2 separate regions of the Mus musculus genome follow, and region 2 is linked to region 1. Evidence: chromatin contacts called from public Hi-C data. All regions are on one chromosome and are shown on one strand. Each heading gives the region's core, a stretch centred on a gene start, on an enhancer-like site or on the middle of the called end of the contact. The rest is flanking DNA. Distances are from core to core; before and after follow the strand shown.

Region 1 (2,700 bases), core at 159-2,658:
GGAGACCTGGACGGCTGCATGACCTTCCTGCGAACTCCACCTCGGCTGGGGGTTGGGGGAGATGGAGGCTGCTCCGGGTCTGCAGGCAGTGTATCGATCCCTAAGCCTCAGCCAAGGCAAATTCTTCGGGCAGCAATCTCTCCCTCCCTCCTTGGCTTTTCCATCCCCGCAGGCTTCTAACGCCTCGCTGGAGGCGCCGTCTCCCATTTCCTGCAATAAAGTAAATCCCGTGGATATTCACCCCACCATCAACCCCCGGCACTGCCCTACCCCTCTTCCCTCCCTCTCGGCTTGCTAACCCTGTGTATCATAATGCCCTACGCCGGGCTTCAAACCCCCCCCCTCCCAATCATGAGAAATGTGCTGGCGAGCCCCCTCCCTCCGTGTGCATACATTAGGGTCTGCTTTGCATGCAGCGGCAGGCTGGAAGCGGAGGAAGAAGGGGCGGGGCGCCTTTGCCCGCCTCTTCCCTCCAGGCCCTGTCCGTTAGCCACCCAGTTTCAGCTCCGTTGTAACGCCAGGTCGTTTGCGGAGCGCACGCTGTGGCTCCAACGCCTGGACTGGGAAAACACACCCCAACTCCGGAGAAGGGCACGGAAACCAGAAGCCCCTCACCTCCCTCCAGCGCACAGTGGAGCGAGGAGGTGGCAGAGGCCGACCACACGGTTGTGTGGATTTTGGAAAGAGCTCCAAGCGTGAAGATGGGAGGGGCTCCTCTTTTATTGGATTTTATTTTTTTAAGGCGCGTTCGCCGAGAGCCTTGCCATTTTGCATAGAATCAATTGGGCGACGCTTGGGTTTTGCATGGAGTACAATGGAGCTTTCTGGATTCTAGAAGCGTTCCATAAGGGCTAAGCCCGCCGCTCTCCAAAGCGGCGGAGAAGGCTCGCTCCTCCGGGGACCCAGCAGCCGCGCCGCACTGGAAGCGGTTCTCCTGGGCCGCTCAAGTCCCTGCGCGTCCCGGGAACGTGTGTAATCGGCTTCTCGGCTCTCTCGGCTGCGGGCCACCCGCTCCCTCCGCCTCCATCCTCCCGCCGCCCTCGCCCCCTCCCCCCTCTCCCCGGAACCCGCCTCCGCTCCGGGCTCCAGGGCTTCCTTCCCCCCCTCATCTTCCCTGGCGCTGCCGCTCCCGGAGGGCGGGGCATGCACTTATCCAGGTTGCCGGGCGGGAGGAGCCGGGCCCGGGGCTCGGCATAGAGCAGCGGCCTCCGGGCGGCGGAGGCGGAGGCCAGAGGCTCATATGCAGATTGCAGGGCAGGCGGGCGCCACCCGGCGCTCGGCATAGCGGGCCGCGGGGTACGGCCATCTGGGCGGCGCCAGGCGGGTTAGGCAGGTTCCGGGGCCCGCCGCTCCCCCCCCTCCGCCTCCCCGCCCCCCTGTGTTGTCGCCTCTCCCTCTCGCTGCTTCACTTACGGGGCGAACATGGCGCACAGCTGTCGGTGGCGCTTCCCCGCCCGACCCGGGACCACCGGGGGCGGCGGCGGCGGGGGGCGCCGGGGCCTAGGGGGCGCCCCGCGGCAACGCGTCCCGGCCTTGCTGCTTCCCCCCGGGCCCCAGGCCGGCGGTGGCGGCCCCGGGGCGCCCCCCTCCCCCCCGGCGGTGGCGGCGGCGGCGGCGGGAAGCAGCGGGGCTGGGGTTCCAGGGGGAGCGGCCGCCGCCTCAGCAGCCTCTTCGTCGTCCGCCTCGTCTTCGTCTTCGTCATCGTCCTCAGCCTCCTCAGGGCCGGCCCTGCTCCGGGTGGGCCCGGGCTTCGACGCGGCGCTGCAGGTCTCGGCCGCCATCGGCACCAACCTGCGCCGGTTCCGGGCAGTGTTTGGGGAGAGCGGCGGGGGAGGCGGCAGCGGAGAGGTAAGGGGGCGAGGAACCCCAAGGTCCGGGGTCTCGACCCTCTGAAGAACCCCTCCCCTCCCCCATGCAGGTCTGAGGAGCATCCCAATTCTGGAAACATCCTGGGGTCCCTAACGTGGGGCAAATGGCCCTCCCATCTCAGGACCCCCGTTATGGGCTGCAGACCCCCAGGCGCCCTTACCCGAGGGCTCAGACCCTTCTAGTTGAGGGCCTTTAGCCCCCGTCCCGCCTTCTTCCCCTGGACCCTTCCCCAAATCCCTTGGCACAGACCCCCTTGCGGGGGTTTCCCATCCCGGGACTGAACCCCTCCTCCCTTTCACAGATTACCTCATCCGAGCCAGATTCCTCCCTCCCTCTGCCAGAGACCTGATCCCGCCACATCTCCGCCTCCTTCCCTGGGCAGATGTGTTACTCCTAGGGCAGTCTTCCCCCTTGGACATCTCTCGGGTGGTGGCTTCATCCAGAGCCAGGTTCTTATCCTGGCCCTTGGGAAATCCAGGTCCCTTCCTGCACCTTGCTTCTGAAAACCTGACCAACCCTCCCTCCCTCCCCAGCCAGGTCTTCACCTTGCCAGTCACTCCCCCTTGTCTCACCTCTACCACCAGCCCACTCCCACCTCCTGCACACCAGGCCTCCTCGTTCCGCCCTACCCCTCGGGGAAAGCTTTCTCTCTACCTTGTCGTTCTCATCTCTCCTGCGAAGATAACAGTGCTCTCCCCAGCGTTGTCTCTTTCCTCATCTTCCAGGGCTACGTTTCCTAGGCTGCTGGTGTCAGGGATTTACCTCCAACTCCACCCCTTTCCCTCCTTTAGAGGAAGGACCAGAGGTGTGTTCGAGGGAAAATGGTCCAGT
Region 2 (2,700 bases), core at 73-2,572, 61 kb before region 1:
TCTTAGGTTGTGTGCCTGAATATGGCTGCTCTAGGTGTGGTTGTTAGAATCAAGTCTTTTTCACCTACATAGTTTTCTCACTGTGCAAAGATTATCCTCTGACCTCACCAATGTACTCTAAAGCTTGTACTGGGCTGCTCATACTCTGCATCATTAAAATGTCTGTTTTCCATAATAACCACACACTCTGCACCCTGCTCCTGTGAGAGGCCACTCACTCTGCATAATTAGCTTCAGATTTGTTGTGCATATGGTAACATTTTCTGAGAACAGTGCACCTTGCGTCTGACCAGCTGGTAACTTTTGTGAGTACCTTCTGTGTCATTGACCCTGCAACTTTCTACAAGTATAGAACACTATAAAAAACAAACAAGGATTTGCTTTTCAGTGTGGTCTATACTACACTGCCCCCACATGGGCCTCCCTGACCTAGTCTCTTCTGCTTTCTTGGGGGCAGGTTGCATGATCAGATGGTAAAAATCAACCAAAATCTGCATCGGCTGCAGGTTGCCTGGCGGGATGCTCAGCAGAGTTCTAGCCCTGCTGCTGACAATCTCCGTGAGCAGTTCGAACGCCTGATGACCATCTATCTCTCTACCAAGACTGCTATGACTGAACCCCAGATGCTGCAAAACTGTCTGAATTTGCAGGTGTCCATGGCTGTTCTGCTGGTTCAACTGGCCATAGGCAATGAGGGCTCCCAGCCAATAGAACTAAGTTTCCCTTTGCCAGATGGCTACAGCTCTTTGGCTTATGTGCCAGGTAAGCAGCCTGTCCCTTGGAAACAACCTATTAATAGCCACCTAAGTTTAACTGGGTCACCTTGGAAGCTTAATCCTCAAAATAGCCTTCCTTAGTTATCATTTCATTGTTTTTAGAGAAGCTACTCAAACTTACAAGAATCTCCTGGCCAAATCATGGGGCCCCAGTAGTTGCTTCTCCAGCTTTGTGTCCCTGATAGTGGGACTGTCAGAAAACAGCCTGCCAGAGATGAACTGCAGTCAGGGTTTTCACAGCTCTTAGTGTCTGTCGTTAATATTGTTTGACTTTCAAAGATTCAACTGCCTGTCTAACCCTCCCTGAGGGTTTTTGGGGTTTTTTGTTTTGTTTTGTTTTTTTAGGAAAAAAAAAATCCCCTCTTACTAACTCAGAAGGGAAATTGTGTGTATGTATGTCAGTAAGGGGTCAGTAAATGTTGTTCACTAATCAGATTAAATGTTCTTGAACACTGTGCTGGTCTCATATTGCTATGTAACAAGTTACTCCCCAAACATAGCAGCTTAAAACAGCAAACACTATCTCACACAGTCCTCTGCGTCAGAAATCCTGGAGCACTTGGCCATGTGATTCTATCTCAGAGTGCCAATGAGGTTATGGTCAAGCCGTCAGTCAGAGCCATAGATTCTGAGGACTCAACGAGGGCTGGAGGATCTACTTACAAGCCCAGTTGACTAGTTGTCAACGGGCCTCAGCTGCTTGCCAATAGCCTAACACATCTCTTAGTGTCTGCCACTCATGATGTGGCAGCACAGGTGACCAAAATGAAAACTGCAAACTCTCTCAACTTACCTTGAAAATGATGTCTCTACTGCATACCCCCGGGTGTGTCCCCGTCTCGAGCGATGATGATGTCCTTCGCTGCATACAGCAGGGGACTTCCTAGTCTAGAATGATGCACAAAGAGACTTTGCAAAGATCTCAGTGCCAAAAGGGAAAGCAGTTAGAGGACCAGCCTGGAGGTCCTTATTGCAGTCACCTAGTGTAACTAGCCACACCTAAAGGGTGGCTTAAACTGTGGCCAACCTATGGAGGCATGCAGTGCTAGTGTAAAGAGTCCTGTGTCACTGCTGTCCATGCACTTCCTCAGATAAGAACAGAGCTTGATACGCACGTAAGAGATCCTACTGACTTAACACCATCCCTGGTACATAAAAGAGTTAAACTTTTTTTTAACCTTTGTTAATTTATGTGAAGGAGGTACTGGGATGTTGTTTGAGACCAATGAACAGATGTTTGGCTAATTCCAGTGAATCTTTTTCAGAATTTTTTGCAGATAACTTGGGTGATTTCCTCATTTTCCTCCGGCGCTTTGCTGAGGACATCTTGGAGACGTCAGCAGACTCCCTGGAGCATGTCCTTCATTTTATCACCATTTTCACTGGAAGCATAGAAAGGTGATGTGTGGGACACTTGCCCCAGTCACTGGCTAGAGCCACAAACATTCTGCCTGCTGTGGTGAGGTTTAATAAGCAGAGGACTTTGCTCACAGAATTTGAACCTGCATATAGGGTACCTAATAGGATTCCATTGCTGGTCCCTGGTTAAAATAGTTAACCAGAATACCAGAAGCTGGACCAGTGGCTGACAGATGCTGAACTTTTACTAATTATGTCAACCAAAGCTGGTTCCTGCAGCCGGAGTTGGGTAAGCAGTAAACCTGGGTTTATGTTACTTCTAGCCTGCTGGTTTGACTATGTTTACGGTGTACTATGGTTTTTAGATTTGCTTTGGGGGGGAGGAGTGGAGGGTGTTATGTGTGGGGGCTAAAGGAAACAATTTTTATGCACAAAAGGGCACATTTGCTGCAAAATGAAAGTCCACAATTCTGCCATACATATCAATGAGAAGCCAACCCTTCACTGAGCTGAGCAGACCTAAGGGGAAGTTGGCCACAAGCCAACAGGCATTGATTAGACTCAT

What was found. Hi-C and Micro-C count contacts between places; a contact is called where the count stands out from the background.
Region 2: a contact with region 1 is called in a Hi-C map of rod photoreceptor, with 1.9 times the contacts expected there. The contact joins the enhancer-like site here to the promoter of Kmt2a in region 1. A contact is called at or near these places in 8 of 39 promoter capture datasets (3T3-L1-derived adipocytes, embryonic stem cells, fetal liver and 3 more), 1 of 484 Hi-C or Micro-C datasets (rod photoreceptor), 4 of 115 datasets of contacts at active chromatin or transcription factors (the SCID.adh cell line, embryonic midbrain and embryonic stem cells) and 4 of 9 other capture datasets (adipose tissue, embryonic stem cells, liver and 1 more).

What each region holds. Positions count from the first base shown.
Region 1 is chr9:44,879,997-44,882,696 of GRCm38.p6, reverse strand. Kmt2a (lysine (K)-specific methyltransferase 2A) reads left to right here and starts at 1,408. Exons shown (of 36, transcript NM_001357549.2): 1 at 1,408-1,848. The coding sequence starts at 1,423. It overlaps Gm39326 (a long non-coding RNA gene), which reads right to left. Exons shown (of 4, transcript XR_870694.3): 2 at 1-2,700.
Region 2 is chr9:44,940,628-44,943,327 of GRCm38.p6, reverse strand. Ube4a (ubiquitination factor E4A) reads left to right here. Exons shown (of 21, transcript NM_001346698.1): 12 at 458-762; 13 at 2,042-2,174. Among named protein-coding and RNA genes, the nearest start is that of Atp5l, 21 kb to the right of the region's middle. Within about 2 kb of position 1,322, at least 11 of the 459 cell types and tissues checked have an H3K27ac peak or open chromatin away from gene starts, as enhancers often do. A contact at or near this core is called in pancreatic islet and rod photoreceptor, where this site is marked.